Linked DNA regions of Mus musculus: all the other regions are linked to region 1. Evidence: chromatin contacts called from public Hi-C, HiChIP or PLAC-seq, Micro-C and promoter capture Hi-C data. All regions are on one chromosome and are shown on one strand. The core of a region is the stretch at or near the end of the contact, and the rest is flanking DNA. Distances in the headings are between cores, read along the strand shown.

The links. Promoter capture Hi-C pulls out the DNA fragments that hold promoters and counts their contacts. Hi-C and Micro-C count contacts between places; a contact is called where the count stands out from the background. HiChIP or PLAC-seq counts read pairs in DNA pulled down with a chosen protein or histone mark. Capture Hi-C pulls out chosen DNA fragments and counts their contacts.
Region 2: a contact with region 1 is called in an H3K27ac HiChIP or PLAC-seq map of embryonic stem cells, with 2.1 times the contacts expected there. The contact joins the enhancer-like site here to the promoter of Ccndbp1 in region 1. A contact is called at or near these places in 6 of 39 promoter capture datasets (the C10 cell line, cranial neural crest, hippocampal neurons and 2 more), 2 of 484 Hi-C or Micro-C datasets (cortical neurons and liver) and 1 of 115 datasets of contacts at active chromatin or transcription factors (embryonic stem cells).
Region 3: a contact with region 1 is called in a Micro-C map of embryonic stem cells, with 6 times the contacts expected there. The contact joins the promoter of Haus2 here to the promoter of Ccndbp1 in region 1. A contact is called at or near these places in 1 of 484 Hi-C or Micro-C datasets (embryonic stem cells), 1 of 115 datasets of contacts at active chromatin or transcription factors (memory CD8 T cells) and 1 of 9 other capture datasets (liver).
Region 4: a Hi-C map of embryonic stem cells shows a contact between it and region 1, with 4 times the contacts expected there. The contact joins the promoter of Stard9 here to the promoter of Ccndbp1 in region 1. A contact is called at or near these places in 5 of 39 promoter capture datasets (cranial neural crest, embryonic stem cells, fetal liver and 2 more), 3 of 484 Hi-C or Micro-C datasets (all in embryonic stem cells), 1 of 115 datasets of contacts at active chromatin or transcription factors (embryonic stem cells) and 1 of 9 other capture datasets (liver).
Region 5: a contact with region 1 is called in a promoter capture Hi-C map of embryonic stem cells, with 2.7 times the contacts expected there. The contact joins the promoter of Ckmt1 here to the promoter of Ccndbp1 in region 1. A contact is called at or near these places in 7 of 39 promoter capture datasets (the 3T3-L1 cell line, the C10 cell line, the HPC-7 cell line and 3 more), 1 of 484 Hi-C or Micro-C datasets (embryonic stem cells) and 3 of 9 other capture datasets (adipose tissue, liver and pancreatic islet).
Region 6: a promoter capture Hi-C map of adipose tissue shows a contact between it and region 1. The contact joins the promoter of Cdan1 here to the promoter of Ccndbp1 in region 1. A contact is called at or near these places in 10 of 39 promoter capture datasets (the 3T3-L1 cell line, the C10 cell line, embryonic stem cells and 6 more), 1 of 484 Hi-C or Micro-C datasets (embryonic stem cells), 5 of 115 datasets of contacts at active chromatin or transcription factors (the NIH/3T3 cell line, the SCID.adh cell line, embryonic stem cells and 1 more) and 3 of 9 other capture datasets (adipose tissue, liver and pancreatic islet).

The regions. Positions count from the first base shown.
Region 1 is chr2:121,007,119-121,009,674 of GRCm38.p6, forward strand. Ccndbp1 (cyclin D-type binding-protein 1) reads left to right here and starts at 1,290. Exons shown (of 11, transcript NM_010761.2): 1 at 1,290-1,491; 2 at 1,600-1,659; 3 at 1,925-2,004. The coding sequence starts at 1,392. It overlaps Tmem62 (transmembrane protein 62), which reads left to right. Exons shown (of 14, transcript NM_175285.3): 14 at 1-725. The coding sequence ends at 27.
Region 2 is chr2:120,513,030-120,515,585 of GRCm38.p6, forward strand. It overlaps Zfp106 (zinc finger protein 106), which reads right to left. Exons shown (of 22, transcript NM_011743.3): 17 at 2,413-2,475; 18 at 1,114-1,233; 19 at 588-659. Among named protein-coding and RNA genes, the nearest start is that of 4931402G19Rik, 45 kb to the left of the region's middle. Within about 2 kb of position 1,277, at least 7 of the 459 cell types and tissues checked have an H3K27ac peak or open chromatin away from gene starts, as enhancers often do. A contact at or near this core is called in embryonic stem cells, where this site is marked.
Region 3 is chr2:120,608,118-120,610,673 of GRCm38.p6, forward strand. It overlaps Haus2 (HAUS augmin-like complex, subunit 2), which reads left to right and starts at 1,265. Exons shown (of 6, transcript NM_025475.3): 1 at 1,265-1,428. The coding sequence starts at 1,336. It overlaps Lrrc57 (leucine rich repeat containing 57), which reads right to left and starts at 1,241. Exons shown (of 6, transcript NM_001159612.1): 1 at 998-1,241; 2 at 801-906; 3 at 556-694. The coding sequence starts at 884.
Region 4 is chr2:120,627,832-120,630,387 of GRCm38.p6, forward strand. It overlaps Stard9 (START domain containing 9), which reads left to right and starts at 1,290. Exons shown (of 33, transcript NM_001370940.1): 1 at 1,290-1,439. The coding sequence starts at 1,393.
Region 5 is chr2:121,357,337-121,359,892 of GRCm38.p6, forward strand. It overlaps Ckmt1 (creatine kinase, mitochondrial 1, ubiquitous), which reads left to right and starts at 1,274. Exons shown (of 9, transcript NM_009897.3): 1 at 1,274-1,665; 2 at 2,243-2,441. The coding sequence starts at 1,514. Gm33947 (a long non-coding RNA gene) reads right to left here and starts at 1,483. Exons shown (of 2, transcript XR_374934.4): 1 at 846-1,483; 2 at 479-579.
Region 6 is chr2:120,730,239-120,732,794 of GRCm38.p6, forward strand. It overlaps Cdan1 (congenital dyserythropoietic anemia, type I (human)), which reads right to left and starts at 1,279. Exons shown (of 28, transcript NM_026891.2): 1 at 1,174-1,279; 2 at 464-954; 3 at 61-267. The coding sequence starts at 1,263.

The sequences.
Region 1 (2,556 bases), core at 40-2,539:
CAGTTAAAAAGTCATCTGAGCTCCTGAAGTCCATGGCTTACAGCTAGCAGCCTGGAAGAAGTCCAGCCTCCACATTTGTGGCTCAGATCTCTGCCCTGTGGCAGATGGGAAAGCCAGTATCAGTGGGTGAGCTTCAGGAAGCAGTCACTCCTTGGACATCTGAATGTTGGAAATGTTTACTACTGATTCTTGCTGTGTGGACTGCAGAAAAGTCTAACAATTGATTCTTCCTCAGGAGGCAAAGAGCCCTAATCAAGAAGATTGCCACAGTGGGGTCTCTGTGTCACTGTGTCCCTTGGTACTACTGTGTTTATTAGGGTCATCCTGTGAAAAGCATCCAGCCCGAACTTGGAGTTCAGGATGTCATTTTCTGCCTAGGGAGCCTGTGGAAACTTGTCCTGGACCTTTACTGCTCCTGAGACTTGACTTCCCAGCCTGTTTCCCCACCGATCATGGGCTTTCTGCTTCCTTAGCCAAGGTTGTTTTCAACTAATCAAATAAATGAATGAATGGTAGCCATAAACAATGGGTTGGAGAGATCAGTGGTTAAGAGCATGTACTTTACCTCCAGAAGACCCGAGTTCAATCCCTAGCAACCATGTCAGATGCTCACAACTGCCTGTAACTCTAGCTCCAGGCCAGAGCCACTGTGGGCACCTACATTCATATGTGCACAGACTTACATGTGATTAAAAAATAATAAAAGATAAGTATTAACAAAGAAATATCACAAACGGATCTGCAATGTTGATAAACATATGGGAGCCAGAAAGTGGGCCTGGTTTGGGGGCTTGGAGAAAGAGTCACCAGGGAGCTGGAGTCAGCAGTTAAGAGTGCTGGCTGCTCTTCCAAAGGTCACAGGTTCGATTCCCTTCACTCACACAGTGTAACTCCGGGTCCTGGGGATCTGATTCCCTCTCTGGCCTCTGCAGGCACTGCCACGGACATATTTACAGGGGAAAAGCTCAGTTACATAGAAGAGTGGCCAGGTCTCTAGTAGGTCAAAAGATGCCTGGCTGGGTCTTTTGAGTGGCCTAGTGTCATGGAGGGAGGGGTAGTGGGGTGTAGCCAGGGACTGGAAAAAGTCTCTAGATCTGCGGGGAGGGCAGGTGAAGGAGGCGTGGCTGGGTCTCCAGGCCGGGCCAGCGGGGAGTGGGCAGGTTTCCAGTGGGGAGGCGTGGTCTTGTTCCTGAGTGGGCGGGTCTCTGGGGGTGGGGGGAGGCGTGGACGGATGGCCGGGCTGTCTGGGAAGGCGGGGTCGCTACACTGAGAAGGAAGGGGCGGGACGCGCTGTGTGTTGCCGGAAACGAGATGAGTTTTTCAGCACCGGAAGTACTGCGGCGGGGCCAAATGGCTTAAGCGTCTTAGCTGGTTCCCAGAGAGAGCCTGCGATGGCGAGCTCGACAGCCGCAGTCCCCTTCCTTGCTCCGCCTCTGGAGCAGCTCCGGCACTTAGCAGAGGAGCTACGGTCACTTCTGCCTCGAGTACGGGGTGAGTTATGGGAATCTGCATCCCGGGCTCCGGGTAGGGATGTAGGGCATCAGGTCAGGGCTCCTCTCACCTGTCTTTTGCTTTCGGGGTGATCCGGCCTTCCTCAAGTCGGCGAAGCCCAGGAGACAGCGGAGGAATTTAATCGAGAAATGTTTTGGAGAAGACTCAGTGAGTGTCTGCCGTTGCGGGCTCTTCCCTCATCTCCCTGCATCCTAACCTTCCCTCTGCTGTCCCCTGAGATGACAATGTCTCTGGTCCTCATCCCTTCTCCCACCCATTCTCCGCACTTGAAGCAGAAATATAAAACGATTTCTGGAGTTGTTTTGGAGATGTTGATTAGGGTGGAAAAGGGACGCGTTATCTAAAAAGTCCAAGTAGTAACTTTAACCTTTTAACACTAACTTTGGCCCCCTGCCGCCTCTGACACCCCCAGATGAGGCAGCAGTGAAAGTGAACGGGGAAGCCACTGTTCTGACAACGCACTTCTCTAAACTTCCATGGCCATCTCCACAGGTGAGCTTTGCTTCCGGAGGGTTATTTTCTCCTTAAGAATCCTCCCGTTTTCTTACCCTTCACATTCAAGCCACACTTATTTCCCCCACTTAGCAAGCGAGGTTACAGTTCTTACCACATGGGATTGTTGTAAATAGCCAGGTGCATAGGGTTAGAAAGGTCTTCTAAATTTAGGCTGAAACTCAGCCAGGTTAGTTCCTCTTAACTTTCAACTTTCCTTGTTGATTTATAGCTGTTTCACATACATATTCCCCATCTGACCAATGAGTAAGCAGGTTTAGAGGCTCAGGTCAATAAATAGCAGAGGAGGAGTTAAATGTCTTTGCAGTATCTAAGCAGCACCTGTTATATAAAACCCTTTAGTGTTAAGATGTTGCTGTTGCTGCTGGTGGTACACACCTTTAATCCCGGCACTTTAAGGAGGCAGGGGCTGGCTGCTCTCTTGAGTTCAAGACCAGCCTGGTCTACAGAGCAAGTTCCAGGACAGCCAAGGCTGTCCTTCTTTTTGTAATGCTTTTTATAATTGTCAGGTGTCTACCTAATTTCTTTCTA
Region 2 (2,556 bases), core at 27-2,526, 490 kb before region 1:
TGAAAACATCCATCCTCATTCGACCTCACAATTAAAACCCTAAGTTAAACAGGGAGCCAGGTGGGATGGCTTTAATCCCAGCACTGAGGAGAGAGAGGCAGGTTGATCTCTCTGAGTTTGAAGCTAGCCTGGTCTGCACAATGAGTTCTAGGCCTAACAAGGCTACCATTACACAGTAAAACCTTGTCTAAAAACAAAGAAGAAAGTTAAGTAGGGTCAGGTGAGTTGCCTCTAACTATGCCACACTGGCCAAATATTCTGACTATGTTTCCAGTGTCCTGTTCACAGCATGTCTGCAAAAGCAAGTGTTTTTGGTTTTTTGTTTTTTTTTAAAGCATCTAATTGCATCTTCCACTTAGCTGTAGGAACAGATTTTACTGCACTTATTTTAGCTATTAATGGAAATAGAATGTTCAACAACATTGTTGGGTTACTCCTTAACACAAGCAAAGCACTCAGTAAACAGTAACGGGGCGCATCACAATCAAGTTGGGAAGATGTTACTTAGTAGACACATTATTATCAGCATATGGAGTTCTAAGTAAACACAAAGGCAAAGAAAGACTTGAAAAGCAAGCAATACCCACCACACTCTTATGGATGGTCATACACATAATCATGTCTTTGTGCCCTCCATAAACTTGCAGTCGATCATGGGACTTAAGCAGAAGAAAAACAATTAGAGAATCAATTAGTCAGCGGAGGACTTGATAAAGCTACCATTGTAGGGAAGACTGGACAGGTTTTAAGGGGCTACAGATGCTCTCCAGAAAGCCTGTAAGTTTTGTCAAAGATGACACTAAGCTCAGCACTTGGAAAGAGAAGGCAGTGGGTCAGGAGTCCAAAGATTCTTAGCTACACAGGGCTACACAACCCGTCTCAATTCCTGTCCACCTAGTCACCCACCACCCATAAGAGAAAGAAAGGCAATACAAAAATATTAATTTTGACAACCAGGAGCGTGATCAAGTATCTCAGAGTGGTATCTGAGTGCAGTCCTTGGCCTGGCTGCTTCCTAATCATGGTAGAAGGCTTCTGTAAATGTGGATCCCAATCTCACACCAGCACAATCACCTCAAAGAAGTTATACAAAGTATGTGGACCTAATCCTACCTGTAACTCATAGACACGAACAAACTTGTCCAGGCAAGCAGTCACCATCACTTTCCCCAGAATATTCACCACAGTGACTGCATGGTTGTGGCCTTTATAGATGCGCACAAGCTCCCCAGTCTGCATCAGAAAAGAGGAGGCAGTCAACAGGCTGAGCTTTAGGATTCCAGCCACAATCATTGATTGCAAAGTTCTAAGGGGAGACTCTGAGGTAAACAATGCAGCTCTTCTAATGCTAACAGCTCCCGGTTTTACTCTCAAGGCACCATTAGCTGCACAAACATTACACATATCCTCAGACTTTAACATTTATGGACAAACCAGGTGGCGGAGAGGCACGCCTTTGATCCCAGCACTGGGGAGGCAGAGGCAGGTGGATGAATCTGAGTTCCAGGACAGCCTGAGCTACAGACAGTTTTTCCAGGATAGCCAGGGCTACACAGAGAAACCCTGTCTCAGGAAAACAAAATAAAACAGAACAGAAAACATTTCCTGACTTTGTGTATCTGTATAGGCACACATGCCACAGCACACACTCTGGAGGTCAGAGGACAACTGGAGGTCAGTTCTCTCCTTCTACCAAATGGGTTAAGGGGACCGAACATATCTCATCAGGTTTTGTGGTAAGCACCTTCACCTGCTGAGGCATTCGCCTGCTCCTCTCTTTTTGAAGTATGACTATCCCTGATCCAAGTATCAGAAATGCTCCAGAATCTACAACTTCAGAGCAGAGGCATCAATCGCAGGTGAAAGCATACCATGTGCCAGGTCACAGTCAAAACTTAGACACATTAAAAACAGAATTATCTTCAGGCTATGTATATATCAAATAACTTTTATATTTATACCCAACATATTTATTTTATATATGCAAATGCAATATACAAACAAACAATCTGAAATAAGAAATAATAGCCAAGCTGCACTCTATTACCATTTCACTGGTCCCAAGTAACATGTCAGGATGGCCCAAAGCCATCTACAGACCAGCTGCTTGCCTCTGAGACCTGAGGGTCGGCTCGCAATAGTTTGAATCTGTTCTAATTTAAATACTCGCTAAGAGCCCCAAGTTCAAAACAGGCATTCAAATGAAACCTTCCATACAATCTGAGTCTTTCTCTGATTAGTTCTTTTCGATGAGGATAGGATTTCCAGGTTTGAAATCACCCAAGAGCACACACATGCACACGGGGCTTTACTAGCTAATGAGCGGGTCAGATGTAAGAACCAAGGGTCTGAGGAAGCCTCCAAGCTTTAGACTCCCATGTAAAACCCTTCCACTGCAGCCGCACAGCTTACATGGATGTTGTGAGCATGCACCGACTGGTCGCTGGAGCCACTGAACACAAGGTCATTCACTACCTGAAAGAGAAATGGCGCAGTCACTTCTGCGGAAGTTCTGTCTCCTCTGTAACTTGAAAAGCACACTGGTAAATGTGAATT
Region 3 (2,556 bases), core at 15-2,514, 400 kb before region 1:
TAAAAAGACAGTATGGTAGCCTGCTTCATCTTGTTTTTGAGACAGGATCTCATTAAGTTGTCTAGGATAGCCTTGAAATTAAGATCTTTCTGCCTCAACCTCTGAGTAGCTGGGGCTACTGTAGGTCTAAGTCACCAGGTCTGGCTTCTTACATAGAATTCTCACAGGTCATGTTTAGGTTTCACAAACTGTTTGGGAGGTTAAGAAGCCATCAAAATGCAGAAAATTGTGTATGTGTGTAAGGGGTTCCTTTTGCTTAGCTGTATTCTAAAAACGATCTGAGGGAGTTTAAAAGATCCTCCCATTCCACCCTGCCCCGAAATTAGATAACTGTTTATATCGATTCCCAAAGGTCTTCCAGGTCCAAATTAACCTAGTAATAATCATTATACCACCCAAAGAGGCTTTTATATTTAATTACAAGAGATTAAAGCTTCAATACTCTAACATTCTGCATCCCCTAAAATGATTTCATAACAAAAATCATCTAACAGGAAAAACACCCTTCATAACTGCTGATTACTAGCAAAAGCTGCCCAGACACAAATTCCATACTCAGTTTGTTGTTGTTGAGGGAGAGGCTCTTTAGCAGAGTGAACTTTCCTATTATCAGAGGCGGTAGGCTGTCAATCTTGTTGTTGGATAAATCGATGGTCCTAAGATTGCTTGTCAGCTTCTGCAACTCTGAGGGGAACTGGAGAAAGGAGCTCACAGTTTGGAAAAATCCTGCACCAATAGTCTTCGCCACCCCGCCAACCCTAGCCCTTTTAGTTTCTTGGTCCGGTCCCCTCAGGTCTCACCTCGGTCAGACCACGGTCTTTAAGCTGAAAGACACCAGTTTTCTGCGCTGTTTCCACATGAGCACGGAGAGCACTGTTACCCATCCTAGCGCCACGGCTCAGTTCCCTGCAGGAAAAGAAGCATAGCTGTCACCGCCTAGTCTAGACATACAGTCGTCGCTAAATCTCCCGTTTGGGTCTCCTGTCCCAATTGTCACCTTCTGCCTATCCCTACTTCCCTGGGGCCAGCCCAAGAGTGGCAAGGAGAAAACAGGCGAGCAGGCAGCGCTACCACAAGGTCCTGATGCTTTGGCAGCAGAGCTAAGGGCCAGGGAGCCTCCGATAGCTGCTGCCGGAACAGGGAGCTTGAGACTCGCCTCCTACCGCTCAGTGCAAAGAAGACTCCGCCAGGGAACACCGGGGACCCGCGCTCGCCTGAGACGCGCTCCCAGGGCTTCCGCCCGGGCAGGAACGCCCTGTGACATCATCAAACCGCGCGCCTGTTCGCGGTGTTGCCCCTCACTCCTCGCGCCAGTTCCAGAGGTGTGCGGAAGCCATGGCGGCCGCCAACCCGTGGGACCCAGCGTCCTCGCAGACTGCAGCTGGGTTACTGCTAAACCACTTGGTAGCTTCGGGCATAGTCACTAAGGTACGTGGGGGCGGCGATGGCGTCATCAAGGTGGCGACAGAATTCTGCTGTGAGGTGGTGGTCCTGGTTATGCGGGCGTGAGTGAGCCAGCTGAGGACTGTGACCATACTCCCGTGGGTTCTTCGAGTGTGAGGGACTGAGTGGCTGGTGCACTGAGTGACTGAGCACTCTGTTTTGAGTGCCTGCGGGTTATCCCAGGACGGTTTGTGGGAGATGGAACAGCGCTCCACTTTTTTTTTCTTCCAGTGACACTACCTCTAGAACAAGTGTTCCTAAGGCTGCGACCCTTTAATACAGTTCTTCTGTAGGACCCCCGATATGGGGACTCCTACTCTAGTCCAGGGATAGGGTGCACCCACGAACACACAAGAATCCTTCTTGTTGCAATACACACGAGGCTTTATTGGCAGAGCTCTGGGCCGACACGTACCTCACACAGGAGGCAGGGGAGTCGACCCCGAGTCTCCAGAGCTAGGGGTTTTTGTAAAAGAAAAAGGGATAGGGATGCGAGGAATTTTAACAAAGGTATGGGATTGGGTCATTCAAACATTAACAGTAAGATTACATGTCAGCCAAAGGGCATCCGGACCTTGTTCCTGTGGGCTGGGGGCTTAACTTTGTTCTCATAGCAACCAGGTGATGTATGAAGCAATGCTGGGCCTCCAAGAAAAGGCCAAAATCTTTCACAGCGTAATGCCATCACAGTTCACCCTTATTATTTTAGCACTATTTATTTAGAGACCGAGTCTTGCTGTGTAGCCCTAGATGGTCTGTAACTCACTATCCCTGGCATTACAGGTGTGTACCGCCATGCCTGGCTGTTAACTCACTTTATAAGATGATATGGCAAAGAGGAGAGGGTAATGGGATCTAATTCTTCCAGCTTGCTGAGAGATACTGGAAGATTTTTTAGTCTTTTTAGGTGTTTCCTTTTTTTTAATGGAGAGGTGTCCTCACTCTATCCTAGGCTAGCCTTGAACACTGAGCCATCTTCCTGCTTCCAGCTCCTAAGACTCCCAAGTCTCTCGTGTCAACCATATGGAGGGCTGAATTTAGATCCCTAACGCCCAAGTAAAAGCAGTATGTGATGGTGCGTGTCCTAGAGCTAGGGGCCAGATACAGGTGGGG
Region 4 (2,556 bases), core at 40-2,539, 380 kb before region 1:
ATTAAATAAAGGCTTGCAGAACCACTCTCCAGCTTATATAAACTCTAACCCTAATATTAATAATACAATGGCTAACCCTACCCCACCTCTCTCTAATCATGATGTTTGACGATTTAGTAGTCTTCAGTGGACACAAATTTGTCACCATCAGAAACGGACCCTTGTTTCTGTTTTTGCTGTTGTGAGACATGGGAGCTTCCTGTGTGGAGGTCTTGGAACTCCCCAGTGTTGGAATTGTTAAGTGTTCATCAGCACCCCAGGTCTCAGAGCTGGGCTTCAGGCTTTACAGCTATAAATAGCTATTTCTTATTTGAATAAACCAGCTCTGATCAGACAGCATTTGCTCTGTATGTACTATAAATACTGCTTAGGGTGGTAGTGAAGTTACAGGGCAACCGAGAGAAATTTGTCAGTAAGTTAGGAAAAAAAAAAAAGAAAGAAAGAAGAAAAAAAAAGCCTCTTCATTTTTTTTTTTTTTTTTTTTTAGGCTGGGCATGACAGCCCACACCTTTTTTTTTTTTTTTTTTAAGATTTATTTATTTATTATATGTAAGTACACTGTAGCTGTCTTCAGACACTCCAGAAGAAGGAGTCAGATCTTGTTACGGATGGTTGTGAGCCACCATGTAGTTGCTGGGATTTGAACTCCAGACCTTCGAAAGAGCAGTCGGGTGCTCTTACTCACTGAGCCATCTCACCAGCCCCAAGCCTCTTCATTTAAACGCACCTTAGAATTACAAAATCATTTGTTTTTCTCATTTCATTGTTGTTGTTTTGAGACGGGACTTCACGCTGAACTCCAGGCTGACTTCAACTCACCATGTAGGCTAACCTTGAATTCAAAATATTCTTGCCTCAGCCTCTACGATAGGCTCCACTTTATTTTTGACCTTAAAATTTAGCCGCAGTTTTGACATAGCAGACCAATAGGGTAAAAAATAAAATTACTAATTTCCTTCATGAACTTTCAAGTATTAACCAGAAATTCAGTCACCAGATTTTAGAACAAAAGAGATACTACAGCTTGCGTAGGACAGTCAGCGGTGCGAGGGGTAGAACGAGACCAGGTTGCTCAGCCCACCTGCCTCAGGATTGGCTAAGGCTCCGCAGGCCCCGCCCCTGTCTGGCGTTTCCTTGCACTCGGGCGGGAGCGTCCAGAGAAGTGAGAGGGTGGAGCAAGGCAAGGAGGCCCACCCCCATCTGTCTCAGGATTGGTTGATACCTAGTGGGCCCCGCCCCCTAGGGCGAGGCTTGGGCTGCGGTCGGGAGGCGCGTGGGACGGGCGGGGCAGTCTGTGGCTCTTGCAGTGCCTGTGGCTGGGTCTGTTCGCTGGACGCCGGCCAGGGATGCTTCCGCCGGACCGCTGTGTGGGTCTTGGGTTGTGGCGGAGGGATGGCGAATGTGCAGGTGGCCGTGAGGGTCCGGCCTCTCAGCAAGCGGTGAGTCTGTCAGGAGGGGGCGCCTGAGGGGTCAAGTGAGCTGAGAGGAGTGCGAGGTCCCTGCCTTCCTCAGGGTGGACTGGCGTGGAGAAAAAAAAAAAATCAGACACAGATTGTCATGGAGGCTCAGGGTCCAGAAGGCCTGGAGGGACAGGGCTTCGCGTCCTAGGAGATAGCAGTTCTTGTGTGGCTCCAGGAGTCGCTGCCCTGTGTGCATGTCCTTGGTGACCTGCCAACTAGTTTCTAGGGACCCTGGCTTGGGTCTTGGTGCACGTAGTAGGGCCTTTCTCACGGAGCATGACGTGAGGAAGTACAAAAGGATGGGCAGACTCCACTACTTTTGGTGTTCTGGGAGTACCCAAGTGAGGACTGGAGGCTGTTGTGTCCGTATATACACATGGGATTGCTCCAAGAGGACATAGGAAAAAGAATTATCAGGATATGGAAGGAAAATAAAGGCCCAGAGAAAGTACACTCTCAACCTGTGCTCAGTAGTTGGTGTGATTTAAAGACTGAACTGTGACATAGGGGAAGTTTCTCCAGACATCTCTTCTTGGTGTCCTCCATGCTAGCTAGTTCCTTGTGTAGGAGCCTGATTCTGCACCCCTCAGCCCTTGAGGCATCCAGTGTGAAGCTGCACACTTCATCCTCTTTTCCTCTCACTTGGGAAGTCAGAGAATGCTTTGCACAAAAGTTGGTGTCAAAGAGCTGTTGTGAATGATCTTTGAGTTTTCTGACAAGTAAGGAGAAGAAGTGCAGAGTCCTCCAAGAACAGGAAGAAAGAGCAAATCTCTGCTCTTAGGGTGTAGATGGAAGCCTTGGACACCTGCTTGGGTTGAAGCGGAAGAGTGATGGGTGATAAAACTGGCAGAGTGTGGGTCTAGACCAGATGACATGTATTGGAATTAGCAGGTTTTTTTTAACTGTCCAGTACACAAGATACCTTGGTAAATGGGAACAGAGGTCAAAAAGGGCATTGTCTCCTATGACGAAAATGGTTCTGTATGGGTTAGGTTTGTCCTTTTAGAGGCCATCTGCTTTTAAAAGTTTAGACCGAATGAGAGCAGTGAGATAGGAGGAACACAAAAGAGTGTACCCCAAATTGCTGTGTTTTGAT
Region 5 (2,556 bases), core at 24-2,523, 350 kb after region 1:
AAATATCTTACTGTCTTCTGGAACATCAGGAAGCTGAAGGTAGACATATTAATGGCAATATGTCTGCTTTGCTTTGGCTGGCCCTCCGCACCCAAACCTCAGGTCTCTATCTCAGCTTCAGCTTTCATTCCCCTTCCTGCACTAATAAAAGTCAAGTTGCTCCTAGCCCAGCACGTAGCTGTGGAAACAAACCCTCTTGAGTCTGAGTATGCACTTCGCAAAAGAGAGAGCGGACCAGGAAGAAGACAGAGACTCCCTGATGACCTTATGCCCTTGGATACTACCAGCCTTCACACTCCAGATTAAACTGCCTTAGCAAGCCAAGAGAGGAAGCACGAGTGGTTCGGGAGACCTGTGCCTGCCTGTTCCATTCCACACCCAGTCATCTCACCACACCCTCCTCCTCTCTTTATATTCCCCCTCCAGTCCAGGAACTGCCAGCTGCAGAGAAGAAGGAAGAGAAGGAAGAAGAAACTCACCATTCCCTGCCCAACCCCAGCCCCACACCCAGAGCAATCAACAGGTAGGCTTTCAGACACTACTCAGGAAGAGTCCTTCGAACAGCAAACAGATTTAAGCCTGGAAAAGAAGAAGAGAAATAAAAGATCAAAGGTGAAGCAGGGGTTAGAGTAGAGGAAAAAAAGAAAAAAAAAGCAGGTCCCCAATGAGAGGCAGGAAATAGCCAAGCTGAAGACTTGGAGGCAGTGAGTTTGGGAGACAGAATAGACAGGATAAGAGCCAATAGCTTTCTGATTCTTAAGGGATCCTTTCTCAATCTTATTAGGAAAGCATAGGTGTAGCTGGGAGTTCCCTGGTGCTCTTCCTGGTTCTTAGGGGAAGGTGACCTTGAGGCTGTGCTGTCTTTCCCCTGAGCTCGCTCAGTCTTCCTCCTCTATCTGTTTATTCTGTGGTTTTCCTGCGGCTGACTCTCCTGGGGAAAATGGAGAGATGGCGTGCAGATCGAATTCAGAAAAGAGGCTGGGCAATGTCAACCTCCCCACCCCCACCCCTAAAACCCAGAAAATAGACGGATTGGGTTTCAGATTTAAACAGAGAGGGTATGAAAGAAGGGGGGTTTCAGGTTCGGGAATCCCTGTGGTGCTGTCCTCTACTTAGTGCTGAAATCTGACCACCCTCATCCTTGGTGGGCGTCTGTCTCCAGCCTCAGGGAGTAAATCTCCGGTCTTCTTAATTACCTGGCTAGTGCTACCCAACCCCACCCCCGCACACCTAGCGCGGTGGCAGGCGGGAAGGCGGAGCCTGAGTGAGCCCCACCCCTGGAGACTGCGGCTGGGGCCTCCCTCTGCTCTGGCTGGCTCCTTGCTTCGCTGCGCTTCTCCTGCAGCCTGGTAGGCACCGGCTGCCACTTCAGCTTCAGCCTTCATCGTGACCCCTATTTTGGCTCCAGTCTCCGACCCAGCTCCGTCCTCTCTCTACCCGGTTGCATCTTCCCTCCTAGTTCCTGACTTGCGCCAGATCCTGCTCTGAATCTTTGTAGCCGCATCCCCAAGCCATGGCTGGTCCCTTCTCCCGTCTGCTGTCTGCCCGCCCTGGACTCAGGCTCCTGGCTTTGGCTGGAGCTGGGTCTCTCACCGCCGGGATTCTGCTCCGCCCGGAATCTGTAGGAGCTGCCGCTGCTGAACGGAGGAGACTGTATCCCCCGAGGTATTAGAGCCTGAGATGCACGAGGTGGGGGCTGGGGGTGGTAGTGGTGGTGATGGGAACCGAACAGGTAGAGAGGATAACCTGAGCAAAAGATAGGCCTCGAAGATGGATTTCCTGTACAGTTTGGAGATCCTAGCCCTGTAATGGAAGAACATGTCTAAGGACATGTCACCCGATGTCACTGCCTCCACACCAGCTTTACCTTTGCAAATTCTAGGTTCACCCACTGCCCAAATCCTTTTTGGATGACTAGAAGCTTTTTTTTTTTTTTTTAATCTCGACCTATTCTCCTTGTTCTCCCGAATTCTCCTGAGTCTCTCCCCTCCCCCATCTCTAATGTTATGCTCACTAGAGAAAAGCAACTCTGTAGACAAGGGGGAATTGAGGTGTTAGAACTATTAGGAAAGAAAAGACCCTGGAAATCCCTGAAGAGATTATCAAGATTTAGCCTACCTCTAATTCCCCCTCCTTCCAATAAGCAAAGCCAGACATGGCTCACTGGACAGCTCCCAGCTGACATCAGTAGGTCTAGGCTCCTGTGCCCTCCCTCCATGGTTACTGGGTACCCCCTTCCCAGCGCTGAGTACCCAGACCTCCGAAAGCACAACAACTGCATGGCCAGTCACCTGACCCCAGCAGTCTATGCACGGCTCTGCGACAAGACCACACCCACTGGTTGGACACTAGATCAGTGCATCCAGACTGGAGTGGACAACCCTGGCCACCCCTTCATCAAGACTGTGGGCATGGTGGCTGGAGATGAGGAGACCTATGAGGTAGGGGGCCCCTCAGAAATCCCAGTTCCTTCCTCCTAAAGATCCCTCATGTCTGTTCCCTCAAGACTCTGGATTGTCTATACTCAAACGTTCTGATCCAGTGATATCAATCTAC
Region 6 (2,556 bases), core at 29-2,528, 280 kb before region 1:
AATCCCTGCAAGTCCCGCATAAGGAGGAAGTTGACATCCCAGGTGGCGGCAAAGCCATACCGCGCCTTCCTGAGCATCTCCCGCTCCTCTTGCAGACTTCTGCACCCTGGGGGAAGGCCAAGGCCCCAAGGGCTAGTGTCCAGGGTTGAGGGTTGGGAACTGGGGACACAGCTGATTGGGGGTGAGGTGAAGCAGGTCTTGGGCTTGGACAGTGACCGCTCTTCGCTCACCGGAGTTGGGTTGATCCTTCGAGAAGGCTTCGTTCTGCTGAGAGTAGTCACAGTTTTTTGTTTTTTTCCAATTTTCTATCTTCAAGCATCATTCCATCCATAACAGTTGGGCCCCTTTTAAACCCTCCCCCATTGTGGTTTCTTCACCCTCAACCTTCTAACCATCGCGCACTCTACTGTGGGGCACCAAGCTCGGCTTTAGCGAACATCTTGCAATAAGGACCGATTCTCACCCTGCAGAGCCCGGAGGAACGGTGCCTACGGGAGGGAACTCCTCCAAGTTGCTGAGGTTTGGCGGATCAGAGAGCGACAGTCTGGGGCTGCCAGGGCTGCCTGAGCCCTTAGGCTTCCGGCCTCCGGCCCAAGGCGGGCTCTCGCCACTCGCCCCCTCCTCCGCGGCCCCGGAGCCCCGACCGCCTCGTTCGCGGGACGGCCCCGGTCCCGGACCCCGCCTGCGGCCCGCACGGCGGGCCAGAGGTGCCTCGGCGGCGGCGCTGAGGGGCTCGGCTGCAGGGAAAAGCTGGCTGCGCGCCCCACGGCCACCCCGTGCCGGGGCCCCCTGCCTCGCTGGCAAGGCTGCCGAGGCGACTGGGGTCTTGGCGGGGGTTGAGGGGCCCTGCGGGAGGACCCGGCTGCTCTGCTCCCTCAGGAAGTTCAGCAGGAACGGCACGAATTCCTTCCGCAGAGGCCGAAGTGCGCTCAGAGCGGCCACCTCGGAGCTATCCTGAGGAAGAAGCAGAGGTCGCGGGGCGAGAGCGTCAGCTGACAGCGCGGGCCGTCAGCGGCTGAGGCCGCAGGGTGGGCGGCCCGGCAGCGGCGCGCAGAGGAGCGAGCGCCCTTGGCGCGGGCCGTCAGGCAGGGCAGGCTGGGAGAAGGGACTGAAGCATCATCCCCCGCGGGAAGCACATTCCAGGCAGGCTTGAGGGCGTGTCCGCACTGTTACCTCCGAACTCGGGGTGCTGCGCGCGATCCACCGCACGGCGGCTGCGACCGGCACCTCTTCGCGCAGCAGCGACTCTAAAACGGCCGCCATCCCTGTGCAGGCGCTCTGAGGCTACTGAGCAGGCGCACTCGCGCCACGGGCAGCCGGGAGGGGCGGAGCCGGCGACCGGGATCGACCGTTGGACGACGGGGCGGGTCCTTGAGGGGTGGGGCTCTGGCGGCCCGGGAAGATCTGCCCAGCCAGCCAGGCCTGCAGGGCGGCGAGGCGCCTTTCTCTGATTTCCTGGCCCCTGGAGCAATGTGATAAGATGAACTGCCTGAGGAGACCCGGGTCTGAAAGAGGGACCAGACAGGAAAAGTGACCAACTCTAAGAGACCAGCCTATGAGACCAGACACCTGTCATAAGCACAGCCTTAGACCATGACTGTAGAGCTTTTTGAGTCACTCCCTCCTCAACCAAAATAAAGTGAGTAACCTTGTGTTTTGACCTTTTTGTTTTTTCTGAGACATGATTTCTCTGTATAGCCTGGCCACTCTGTAGACCAGGCTGACTTCGACCTCATAGATTATCTTGCCTTTGCTTCCGGAGTGCTGGGATTAAAGGGGTGCGCCCGGCCTACTTAGCTCCCCACCCCTTCCCCTCTTTTACTCAAAAGGCTGACTCTTTACCATTGGCCAACTTTTTCATCAACTGACAATTGAGGACAGAGTTCATGCTGAGGCATGTTATAAAATCATCAAATGTCCATCAGACTTGTATTGAATCCCTTACGTATTGTATTAAAGAGTTTACAGCAGGGGAATATCTCAACTTCTTTTACTTGAGAGGTCAGGATTCATGATTAGCTTCTGGAAGAGTATGGCATTCCTAGACACACTCCCCCGACCCTCCTCCACACACACTGGCTGGTTAACCCTCTGGCTACACTTCCTGTCAGGTCCCTTATTTTGAAAAATATAATAGGCTTTCGGATGATACTCCTTAGTAAAAGGAAAGAAAAAAAAATCAAGATATAGGATCTATAGTTTCCTCCAAAACAAAGTAGCAGTGTATTGGCCCTGTGTTCCTCTCATTCAAAGGAAGACCACTTGGTGATAGGCAGTAGATGGAGCAGGAATCCCTCTAGCATACTGCCAAGGAGAAGAAAAGGGAGTTTTGAAAACTTAATTCTGTGCTGGATTTAGTGGATGCTTGCAATCCCAGTGCTTGGCAGGCAGAGACAGAAGAATATCAAAGTCAGCTTGAACACGCACGTCAGACCCCTGAACCCTGGTGTTCACCTAGCGTCTAAGTTAGCCAAAATGGCCTTCTCTTGGTTGTCTGTCACTTCTGTAACACTTTAGTAGTTTAGGAAATAGTTTTCACTTTTTGAAATCCAAACC